Linked DNA regions of Capra hircus: region 1 is linked to region 2. The links are chromatin contacts, called in public Hi-C maps. All regions are on one chromosome and are shown on one strand. The core of a region is the stretch at or near the end of the contact, and the rest is flanking DNA. Distances in the headings are between cores, read along the strand shown.

Region 1 (5,820 bases), core at 1,097-3,596, 49 kb before region 2:
AGAAGTATCCATATTAAAGAAAAAGAGAGTGAGAAGACTCTCTCATCTTGTCCTGAAAGAGAGCTTTTCTTTTCTTCCTATAAGGCCAGTAACACACTGAATCAGGGAGCATTCGCTTCAGGAAAGTCACAGGCTCAAAGCAACTTAAGAGGCCAGCCCTGTTTGATAGCTGAGTACTTCAGGAAAGTTCAAGACAGGTACCAGACTTTGCTGAGCACTGAACTCAGCCCACTGGCTGGCCCTGGACACAGAGGGCCCTCCAGAGGTGGCCCTTGCCTTGCTTTGCCTCCTTTTCCTTTTTCTCTGATAGTATTAAATACTATTTGGGAACACCTACTCTGTGCCTATGCTTTATATTAGTTGTCCTTCTTCCTTCTCAAAACCCGAGTCACATTTTACAGTTAAAGAAAGTAAAGCTCAGAGAGCATATTAACCAGGAAGATTTCTTTTGCTGAAAAAGAAAACCCAAACTCAAATTGGCTTATGCAGAAAGACTGTTGACAGGTTCACATAACCAAAAGAGCCAAGCATGTGACTGGGCTTCAGATGTAGCTGCATCTAGGTACTCAAGTGAGCCACCAAGACAACATTTCTCTCTGGGCCTATTGTATCTTTTCTTTTAATATTTACTTATTTCATCTACGTGGCTTCACTGGGCTTTAGTTGCAGGGCGTGGGATCTTCTTTGTGACGTTTGGGCTTTGGTTGCAGCATGCAGACTCAGTCTAAATTCCCTAACCAGGGGTCGAACCCACATCCTTTGCATTGGAAGGCAGATTCTTAACCAGTGGACCACCAGGGAGGTCCCTCAGCCTTTTGTTTCTCTACTACTCCATGCAGGCAAGTTCTTCTTTCCTGGTGTTGGGGAGGTAGCTGAGACAACAGAAATACTGCATTTGATTAAGTGTGGCAGCTGAGGGAGTACTCCATTTGGACCTCCCTTGTAAAAGAACTTGCCATTCAGCCACAAGCAGCACCTTTAGCCAAGAGCCTCCAGCGATACCATCTTCAGGATCTGTGCCTTTCCTGGTCTGCTACCAATCAATTCCTGGGCATGCAAGGGGTATGAGGGCCTGGTCACTTCTGCCCACTGCATAACTCCTCTAAAGGACAACCTTTGTTTTAGAGTTTCCGTGGGATTGGCTGAGAATGTCAGCTCAGATTGTGGTGAGGCCCCCCTGTATCAGACATTACCCTCTCCGCTAAATAAACCTCTGGTACTCCAAATCCATCTCAGTGTCTTTCTCCTTCAGGAGTTAACTGAACCATCGTGTCTCACTGGTTTAATCCCTGGTAGAAACAGATGCTCTTGCTTCACACAGATCCCTTTGGATGCCTTTGTAGTGATTTTCAGCGTGTTCTTCTAACACTCAGAACCTTCAGCTGAGCCCAGGTAGTGCTCTCAGAGCCCCGGAGTTAGCGCTTCACCCTAACTGAATGTTTAGAAGGTCCAGGTCCTGTATAATGCCCTGCTTCCTCTCATCCCCATCCACCTGACCAATGAATGGCAAGTTAAGAGTCTCAATGCCAAGCCTCTTTGCCTCCAGGTAGACCTTCTGAGAAACAACCTACCTCTCAAAGTTCCTCTGAGGGGTCAGGCTAACACTGCCTTTCCACAGAATTCTGCCTGAGATAATATCTTGCTGATCTTTCCTTCTCTGCCCTGCTTCTGCGCCCCTACCCCTTCCCATCCGTCCAAGGATTCCTTATTACACTGCTTTCATGTGAATCCTCCTCTAAGGGTGTGCTTCCCAACCAAGAACCACAGCTGAGGCCACAGCAACTGTCAAGTGGCTGTCTCCTGTGGAACAGTCCTTCTGGGTCCTCTTCTGCTTTTTGCTCCATCTGGCCTATGAGTGCTAGCTGCTTCCGACTGTCACTAACTCTACAGTGCTTTCCTGGTCTTGACTGTTTCCCTGAGTCCCTTCCCATCCTTTCTGAGTAGCCCTTTCATTAAACTCTCCCCAGCCACCCCTTTGAAGCATGCTACCTGTTTCCTACAAGACTCCTGAATCATAAATGTGTCCATTCCAGGATTTCTTTATAAAAAAGATTATGTAGCATCTACAAAATTCATAGTAACCTAGAGGTTTGAAATGAGACACAAATTTTATATTGTGGAATGATTGCCCTTTTATTCCATCCAATCAGTTAGATTCTGCATCTACAATAAGATAGATTAGAGATAATATCAAAAGCCTGATATTAAGTTTCTTCCTGATGATAGGGGTAATGACCTCCTAAACTTCAATTTGGCTCCCCAAATGCCCTTCAGCTGGAAACAGCAAGTAAACAACTTGCAAAAGGTGACATCTGGCACTAGATGGCAGTCATACCCACTGGTGCTGCTGCTCACAGAAGCCTGCAGGTTCGAGTCACACAGTCCAGCAAAAGCCAGTTCACCTGCCAGCTCTCCACTCGTAAATCAGGGTTATTCCACTTTCCTCCAACATAGAAGCAGCTTGTGGTTTTTCAGAACCTTGGGCCTGAGAAGGCTCCTATTTGTATCTCCTTCTATCGGCCCTCCCTCAATACATCTATTGCTAGACGCTTGTCTTGCTGTATCTCCGTATTTGCTGAACCCACAGTAGTCAAGGCGAGAGCGGAGAAGCTGGAAGAAAGCTCAAGGAGCCGTAGGAACTGCAAACATGTTTATTTTCTCCTGACTAGCACAGCAGCTGTAGCAGCAGACATGCTGTATTCTCTCACAGCTGACCCAGCAGACGCAGCCATAATGCAGTCACAAGGGCTTTTCAGGGGGAGCCTATATAGGCAAACAGAACAAAAGCAGCCTGTGGCCAAGTGAGTACATTGTGACACACATATGCAGTGCTATATGTGATCTCAACTGTTACATAACCACGTATTTACAAAACATGGGGCAAGAGGCTGTGGGGTGAGAAAGCCTCAGCTATCTTGGCTAATTTGCTGTTTGCTTACAACACTCAAGGGCTTCCCTTGTGGCTCAGCTGGTAAAGAATCCACCTGCAGTGCAGGAGACCTGGGTTTGATCCTTGGGTTGGGAAGATCCCCTGGAGCACGGAAAGGCTACCCACTCTAGTATTCTGGCCTGGAGAATTCCATGGACTGTATAGTTCATGTCGACGTTCACTCTTGCCATCTCCTGTTTGTCCACTTCCAATTTGCCTTTATTCATGGACCTAACATTTCAGGTTCCTATGCAATATTGCTCTTTACAGTATCGGACCTTGATCTATCACCAGTCACATCCACAGCTGGGTGTTGTTTTTGCTTTGGCTCCATCCCTTCATTCTTTCTGGAATTATTTCTTCACTGATCTCCAGTAGCATATTGGGCACCTACTGGGGAGTTCCTCTTTCAGTGTCCTATCTTTTTGCCTTTTCATACTGTTCATGGGGTTCTCAAGGCAAGAATACTGAAGTGGTTTGCCATTCCCTTCTCCAGTGGACCACATTCTGTCAGACCTCTCCACCATGACCCATCCGTCTTGGGTGGCCGCACACGGCATGGCTTAGTTTCATTCAGTTAGACAGGCTGTGGTCCGTGTGATCAGATTGGCCAGTTGTCTGTGATTGTGGCTTCAGTCTGTCTGCCCTCTGATGCCCTCTCTCAGTGCCTACCGTCTTACTTGGGTTTCTCTTACCTTGGATGTGGGGTTTCTGACAGATGGCAAGAGTGAACGTCAACATTTTAGGAATCAGTGAACTGGATGGACTGGAATGGGGGAATTTAACTCAGATGACCATTATATCTACTACTGCGGGCAGGAATCCCTTAGAAGAAATGGAGTAGCCCTCATAGTCAATGAAAGAGTCTGAAATGCAGTACTTGGATGCAATCTCAAAAATGACAGAATGATCTCTGCTCATTTCCAAGGCAAACCATTCAATATCATGGTAATCCACGTCTATGCCCCGACCAATAATGCTGAAGAAGCTGAAGTTGAAAGGTTCTATGAAGACCTACAAGACCTTTTAGAAATAACACCCAAAAAAGATGTCCTTTTCATTATAGGAGACTGGAATGCAAAAGTAGAAGTCAAGAAACACCTGGGGTAACAGGCAAAGTTGGCCTTGGAATACAGAATGAAGCAGGGCAAAGGCTAATAGACTTTTGCCAAGAGAACACGCTGGTCATAGCAAACACCCTCTTCCAACAACACAAGAGAAGACTCTACACATGGACATCACCAGATGGTCAACACTGAAATCAGATTGATTATATTCTTTGCAGCCAAAGATGGAGAAGCTCTATACAGTCAGCAAAAACAAGACCAGGAGCTGACTGTGGCTCAGATTATGAACTCCTTAATGCCAAATTCAGACTTAAATTGAAGAAAGTGGGGAACCACTAGACCATTCAGATATGACCTAAATCAAATCCCTTATGATTATACAGTGGAAGTGAGAAATAGATTTAAGGGCCTAGATCTGATAGACAGAGTGCCTGATGAACTATGGACAGAGGTTCATGACATTGTACAGGAGAGAGGGATCAAGATCATCCCCAAGAAAAAGAAATGCAAAATAGCAAAATGGCTGTCTGAGGAGGCCTTACAAATAGCTGTGAAAAGAAGGGAAGTGAAAAGCAAAGGAGAAAAGAAAAGATATAAGCATCTGAATGCAGAGCTCCAAAGAATAGCAAGGAGAGATAAGAAAGCCTTCCTCAGTGATCAATGCAAGGAAATAGAGGAAAATAATAGAATGGGAAAGACTAGAGATCACTTCAAGAAAATTAGAGATACCAAGGGAACATTTCATGCAAAGATGGGTTCAATAAAGGACAGAAATGGACCTAACAGACACAGAAGATATTAAGAAGAGGTGGCAAGAATACACAGAAGAACTGTACAGAAACAAATCTTCACAACCCAGATAATCACAATGGTGTGCTCACTCTTCAGACATCCTGGAATGTGAAGTCAAGTGGGCCTTAGGAAGCATCACTATGAACAAAGCTAGTGGAGGTGATGGAATTCCAGTTGAGCTATTTCAAACCCTAAAAGATGATGCTATGAAAGTGCTGCACTCAATATGCCATTAAATTTGGAAAACTCAGCAGTGGCCACAGGACTGGAAAAGGTCAGTTTTCATTCCAGTGCCAAGAAAGGCAATGCCAAAGAATACTCAAACTACCACACAATTGCACTCCTATCCCATGCTAGTAAAGTAATGCTCAAAATTCTCCAAGCCAGGCTTCAGCAATACATGAACCATGAACTTCCAGATGTTCAAGTAGTTTTAAAAAAGGCAGAGGAACCAGACATCAAACTGCCAACATCTGCTGGATCATGGAAAAAGCAAGAGAGTTCCAGAAAAGCATCTATTTCTTCTTTATTTACTATGCCAAAGCCTTTGACTGTGTGGATCACAATAAATTGTGGAAAATTCTGAAAGAGATGGGAATACCAGACCACCTGACCTACCTGTTGGGAAACATGTATGCAGGTCCAGAAACAACAGTTAGAACTGGACATGGAAAAACAGACTGGTTCCAAATAGGAAAAGGAGTATGTCAAGACTGTATATTGTCACCCTGCTTATTTAACTTACATGCAGAGTACATCATGAGAAATGCTGGGCTGGAGGAAGCACAAGCTGGAATCAAGATTGCTGGGAGAAATATCAATAACCTCAGATATGCAGATGACACCACCCTTATGGCAGAAAGTGAAGAACTAAAAAGCCACTTGATGAAAGTGAAAGAAGAGAGTGAAAAAGTTGGCTTAAAGCTCAACATTCAGAAAACGAAGATCATGGCATCCAGTCCCATCACTTCATGGCAAACAGATGGGGAAACAGTGGAAACAGTGACTGACTTTATTTTTGGGGGCTCCAAA
Region 2 (6,009 bases), core at 2,629-5,128:
GATGATGAACATGAAGGCCTTCAAGAGGCACATTTCCGTGTTTCAGTTTGAGTGCCAGCTGCAAGGACGCTGCATGGGCCCAACTTGTGAGATTGGTGGGCTTGGGGGAAAAGGTGGGAGAGTGCCATAGCATCTGCTAGATAGAGGCTGGAGACCAGCTGTGGGGAAGGCGTTTTCCTAGAGAAGAAATGGGGCCAATTCTGGAGCAAAATTTGGTCTTTGTGTGGTTAAGGTTCGTGGGCTGAGGCAGGCAGGAAAGCCGAGTGCTGGACACCCCTGGTCTTCCTTTCCTGCCGGTATTTCCTGCTGCAGGGGCTGGCACACAGGAGAGGCAAACTTTGCCCTGCTCTCTGGATGGCAGGTGTTGGGAGCCCCAGGGCCTCAGCCTGCAGCCCCTCAGGGAATTCACACAGGGTGTAGGGGAGAAGAAATGAGGCTGGCGATGACCTCAGGAACGTCCACTGAATGGACTCCCTTGGCATTGCTGCTGACTCAGGAGTGTGCCAGCTGCCTGTGAGTGTCAGAGGCCTCAAGCTGGGCCCATGATGAGGAAGTGGATCAGACCAGACAGAGTGGCTCTGCCCGGGAAGTGGAGGTGGGAGGAGATTAAAGCATCTTGCTTGTCCTGAAAGCTTGTCCTGGAAGCACATAGCTTAGGAGAGGAGAGGTCCAAAGTGGCCTCGCTCTGCAGAAGTTCCCCACACGTGCCTGGGGCTCTGGGTGTGAACAGGCTCCTGTTGCCTCAGCCTTTTCTGACTGGCTGGCACACTCCCAGATCCAGCTCTGCTGCTGGCCACAGCAGACCCAGCCTCTGCCACCTGGTGCTGGCTTCCTCCAGCCTTCATAAGCGCCCCAGAGCAGGAGGGCAAGCCAGGTCACCGCCCATCGCACAAATTCATTTGAGGCAAAGCCAGGCTCCAAGAAGCCTGAGCCTGCCTGAAGCCCCCAGCTGGTGTCAGAGCCTGAGCCTGCCTGAAGCCCCCAGCTGGTGTCAGAGCCTGAGCCTGCCTGAAGCCCCCAGCTGGTGTCAGAGCCTGAGCCTGCCTGAAGCCCCCAGCTGGTGTCAGAGCCTGAGCCTGCCTGAAGCCCCCAGCTGGTGTCAGAGCCTGAGCCTGCCTGAAGCCCCCAGCTGGTGTCAGAGCCTGAGCCTGCCTGAAGCCCCCAGCTGGTGTCAGAGCCTGAGCCTGCCTGAAGCCCCCAGCTGGTGTCAGAGCCTGAGCCTGCCTGAAGCCCCCAGCTGGTGTCAGAGCCTGAGCCTGCCTGAAGCCCCCAGCTGGTGTCAGAGCCTGAGCCTGCCTGAAGCCCCCAGCTGGTGTCAGAGCCTGAGCCTGCCTGAAGCCCCCAGCTGGTGTCAGAGCCTGAGCCTGCCTGAAGCCCCCAGCTGGTGTCAGAGCCTGAGCCTGCCTGAAGCCCCCAGCTGGTGTCAGAGCCTGAGCCTGCCTGAAGCCCCCAGCTGGTGTCAGAGCCTGAGCCTGCCTGAAGCCCCCAGCTGGTGTCAGAGCCTGAGCCTGCCCTGAAGCCCCCAGCTGGTGTCAGAGCCTGAGCCTGCCTGAAGCCCCCAGCTGGTGTCAGAGCCTGAGCCCCATCTCATCTCGTTGCTCCTGGCACCACTCCTAAGCTTCCAGCTTAGACTTGCCTGCTGAGCGGGGGTTTACTGACACTTTTGCAAACACTTTCTTGCATAATCCTCTTAATTTGTGAGGTTAGGGTGATTTTCCCTGTTACAGAGGTGAAAAAGCTGCCTCGGTTTTCACTTCTGGCCAGGAAAGGGGGTGATGGTGAGGAGGGGTGGGGGCGGGGCATGGGGCGGCGCTCAGGCTGTAAGGAGGGGGTCTCTGCAGTCCTGTCAGCTGGGGTGCACCTGCCTGCTTGGTCCCAGCTCCTTGTTCTGGAACCCCTGGTTCTGTGGCCTTGGCTATGTGAGCCGCTGGCCTTTATGGAGGAGCTGGGCCGAGTAGCAGCCTCTTGTTCCCTGGCTCCTCTGGTGGCCCACCCTTGGCCCAAGCCCAGGTCATCAGGGACCCTGCCTCTCACCATCTCCTTTCCACTGCAGAGCATCCACTGTCCTCCTCCCCACCCGTCCCCAGACCCTCCCCACAGGCGGGGGCCCTCGTGGGGAGTCCTGCGGTGACGCTGTCCCTCAGAGGCATCCTTTGTGCCCCTCTGGGGTGGGAGGTTGCCAAGAGCCCAGCCAATGCCTCTGTTCCCCCAGGTGATGGCACTGTGCACCTACCCGAACCTGTTGGACAGCCCCAGCTTCCCAGAAGATGCTAAGAAACGAGCCCGGCGCATCCTACAGGCTTGCGGTGGGAACAGCCTGGGTGAGGCCCCGACTTGCCAGGTCCCGGCGGGCGTGAAAAGAACGTGTGTTCTCAGCATGGGCCTGGCCCCAGCCCCTCATGGAGGGTTATGCGTTGAGCGAGTGTGTGAATGTGTGTGGGGTGGCCGACAGGCCAAGTCAAGGAAAAATACTCTCCTTGTCCGTGCTCTGAGAGCCTCCTGTTTGCTGAGCTGATGGGGTCCGTGCTGTCTCTTGCGGACTGGGGGCACTTCGGGCACGAGAGTCTGCATTTGGCAGGATTTGGGGTTTCCGGGGGGAGCCGGCTGTGACGCTGAGCCCACCACACCCTCAGGGCAGAAGGTTGAGCTTGAGCCGGGAGGCCAGAAGGAGGTGCATTGCCCCGCTGGTCTGGCTTCTCACTGTGCTGTGGCCCCCTTTGGTGGCTTCCTCGCTGTGGAGGTGCCTCCCCTTACCCACCACGTGTATGTGTTGTGTTCCTGACACCGGCCTGTGCCCCTTTGTGCCCGGAGCTCACGCCCGGCCCCAGGGGGCTCTGAGCGGGGAGGCGCTGTGGATGTGAAGGCGTCTTCTCTCCCTTGCCTGCTGAGGTGGATCTCCAGCCTCTGGGCCGCTGGCTCTTTGATCTCATCTCATGTTCTCTTTCCTGTTCATTTTTGCCTCATTCCTTTGCCCAATGGAGTACATAGGGAATCTGGCTCCCCTTGTCCTGAGGAGAAGTAGCTCTCCATAGGGCTTTTTAGGGAGCTTGCCTGAATGTTCCAAACATGGGACAGGGATTCTGTGGCTCGTTCAGCAGGGTATCAGCTGCCCTCGGCCTCTCGGTCACCTCCCTGCCTTTCCCCTCCCCTTTCTGCTCTGTCCCTTTATGGGCGTCACTAGGCTTAGCCTTCCTGGCTGTGATCACCCCACCAGCCCTCCATCCAAGCCTGTGTCCTTCGTGTGTCCCTCTCAGGAAGGGGCCAGCCGCCCTTTGCCTCCCTGCCAGTCAGCCTGGGTGGGGTGTGGGCCAGCACCTTGTGAGGCAAGGCCTAAACCACAAGCTGGCAGAGGGCAGCGCCACAGCTCAGAGACCTGGTCTCCAGGCTCTTTCCCTCTGTATCCTCTGCCGGGCCCAGAGGACAAAGGCGCTTCTCAGAGATCCGTGGCCTTCAGCCTGAGCCTGCAGGAAGCGCAACCCAGAGGTGGGGGGAGGGGGTTGCTGTCTGCGTGAATGTCTGGGGAACTGGGAAGGGATCTTGTTCCAGGGACAAGCCTCGTCAACAAGTTTTTTCTGTGTCAGCTAGGCAGGGCTGGGGGAATAATGTTGGGAGGCCATGTCTGTGTGAGTCAGGACTGTCTGTGTTCTGTGTGAGGAGCTCAGCAGGGTGGGTGAGGGAGGCACTCTCTGAGCCTCTTTCCTCATCCTTGAACTAGGAGATACTTTGTACCCACCTCCTGGGCTTGCAGGCAAGTTGCTGTTTGTGCTGCTCGTCACGTGTGGAGAAGCCCCACCCTGGAGGTCACTACCTGTTTCTGCCCATTGTGGGAGGAAGGGCAGTGTTCTGGCAGAGAGTAGAACAATGGGGGTGGCCCTGTGTCAACTAAGGCTTGGGCAACCTGAGCACTGCCCACAAAAATTAAGGAAGTGGAAGATATGCCCAGGGCCACCCTGACCCAAGGAAGGATTATCAAGTGTACACAAGGGCTCACCTGGACGTGTTTTTATCATGCCCCTTAAAATTATTTTAAATTGGGGCTTCATTTATTTTTTGTTTGCGTAATCCAGTTCTCAGGTTGCATCCTGAATCTTAGGTGGGGTTGAGGTGAAACCTAGACACATCTGGGGGTGGCGGGAGATGGGAGAGAACGCCCTCCTCCAGCCCCTCTTGGAGCCTGGGCTGTGGACCAGGCACTGCTCTAGGCCCTGAGGGACACTGGGGAAGGCAGGTGGAGTTCTGTGCTCATGAAGCTCACTGTCATATTTGGGAGAAACAAACATGAAAAAGAATTAAGACAAAAACATAATTCCCAGTTTTCATGAGTTCCTGGTGGACGAGCAGAGAGTTGTGGGGTTTGAACAAGGGGTTCTAGTGGAGAGGGAGGGTTGAAGGAGAAAGTGTTTCAAGTTCATGTAGAGGATGAGTAAGAGAATCTGCTAATGAATCCCAGACAGAGAAAATGGTGTTTGCAAAGGCCCTGAGGCTTAAGAGCTGAGTGTGACTGAGTGAAAGGGTTTGGATGCAATGACGCTGGGTGATTTGGCAGGTGTCGCCGGTCTGTGGACTGTGGGAGGCAGGTTGCCATCGGGTTCAGGCAGTGTCCTACACAGGAGTGTGGTGGGGTGGGCCTAGCTGAGGGTAGGTGCTGCAGAGACGCACAGAAGAAATAGGTGATGGATGGTTCCTGCCCGCAAGTCAACATGGGGAGGCAAGGATTCATCTGTGCAAGGTAACTGGAGAAATCAGAAAGGCTGGGGTGAGGCCATTTCTCAGACTTCTTGAGAGAGTCTAGATCTGAGCTCTGAAGAATCAGGGTACTTCAGAACAAAACAGAAGATGGAAAGCCTGTGGCTGGCAGGAACAGAGAGCTTGCTAGTGGCGAAAGGCCTGGGAATGCAGGGAAGCCGATGAACTAGAGGCAGGAAGAAGAGGAGGCTTAGCTGGTGTGGACGTGGCCAGGCCCCATGGAGTGGAGCAGAGGGCAGTGAAAGAAGGCAGAGGGAAATAGCGCAGGAAGCTTTCTGGGCATGGGAGCCCAAGATATATCAAGACATCCAGTGGAAGGAGGATTCTCTAACAGTGGCGTCTGCAGATGCCCTCGAGTACCCCCAAAGAATGTGGCAGGACTCTACTCTCCACCCAGATTTGGTGCGTGTTAATGTTTGCCACCTGAACTTTTAGGGAAGTGGTGCCGCTTTCCCCGCCCTGGTTTACAGTTAGTCCAAGGGGATGGGCCAGCCCAGTGCTACACAGACCCTTAAACCGGGCGCCTCCTGGTGGTGGTGTTGCAGTCCTTAGGAGGAAATTGGCTGGTTTTCTTTAAACGCGGTATAAAACTCAAATGGGATAAAAGAATATGGAGTGAAAGATCTGCCTCCCACTTCGGACCCCAAGCCTCCTGGTTCATGTCCCCAGAGAATTCGCTTCGCCAGTTTGAATCTCCTGGAGAGATTTTGTGCATGTTCAGGTACCTATTTTCAGTTTCTTTTCAAGAACGTACGTAGTGGCCTGACATCCTGAAAACATTTGTATGCCTACGGTAAATGCCCAGGTACTAGTGTACAGCACCTGTGTGTGCACACCTGTGTAACCCGTGCCCAGATCATGACAACGAACGCTCTCAGCGCCACAAAAGGCCCCTGTGTGCCCCTTTGCCGAATATACTCCCAAGCCCAAAGTGGTCACTGCTGTTTTTGAACTTCACTTTTAACTGGTGGTTTGGATTTGGCTCCTAACTGGCAGCCTGAGCATGCTGTTGCCATAGGGTGAGGGTAGGTGCGTCATGCCCAGCAGCCCCAAAGAACGCTGTGGTTAGTGCCTGTCAGGGCTCTGGATTCCTGGGATGGCAGGTGGTGCCATCTTGGGGTGACCCTTCTCCCAAGCTCTTTGGAACCATGCGTAGGCAACAGTGATAAAAGCATAGGAGTCCCAGCTGTAATGGTCCGTGCTGTCGCGGAAGGCATGTAAAGCCCAGCAGGGTGGGTAGAGCAGCTATGAGCCCCATTGAAC

What was found. Hi-C and Micro-C count contacts between places; a contact is called where the count stands out from the background.
Region 1: a contact with region 2 is called in a Hi-C map of liver, with 5 times the contacts expected there. The contact joins two enhancer-like sites. A contact is called at or near these places in 2 of 5 Hi-C or Micro-C datasets (blood and liver).

The regions. Positions count from the first base shown.
Region 1 is chr18:22,005,962-22,011,781 of ARS1.2, reverse strand. No RefSeq gene overlaps it. Among named protein-coding and RNA genes, the nearest start is that of GPT2, 36 kb to the right of the region's middle. Within about 2 kb of position 2,346, at least 1 of the 5 cell types and tissues checked has an H3K27ac peak or open chromatin away from gene starts, as enhancers often do.
Region 2 is chr18:21,958,335-21,964,343 of ARS1.2, reverse strand. It overlaps GPT2 (alanine aminotransferase 2), which reads left to right. Exons shown (of 12, transcript XM_018061975.1): 4 at 2,213-2,321. Among named protein-coding and RNA genes, the nearest start is that of GPT2, 11 kb to the left of the region's middle. Within about 2 kb of position 3,878, at least 4 of the 5 cell types and tissues checked have an H3K27ac peak or open chromatin away from gene starts, as enhancers often do.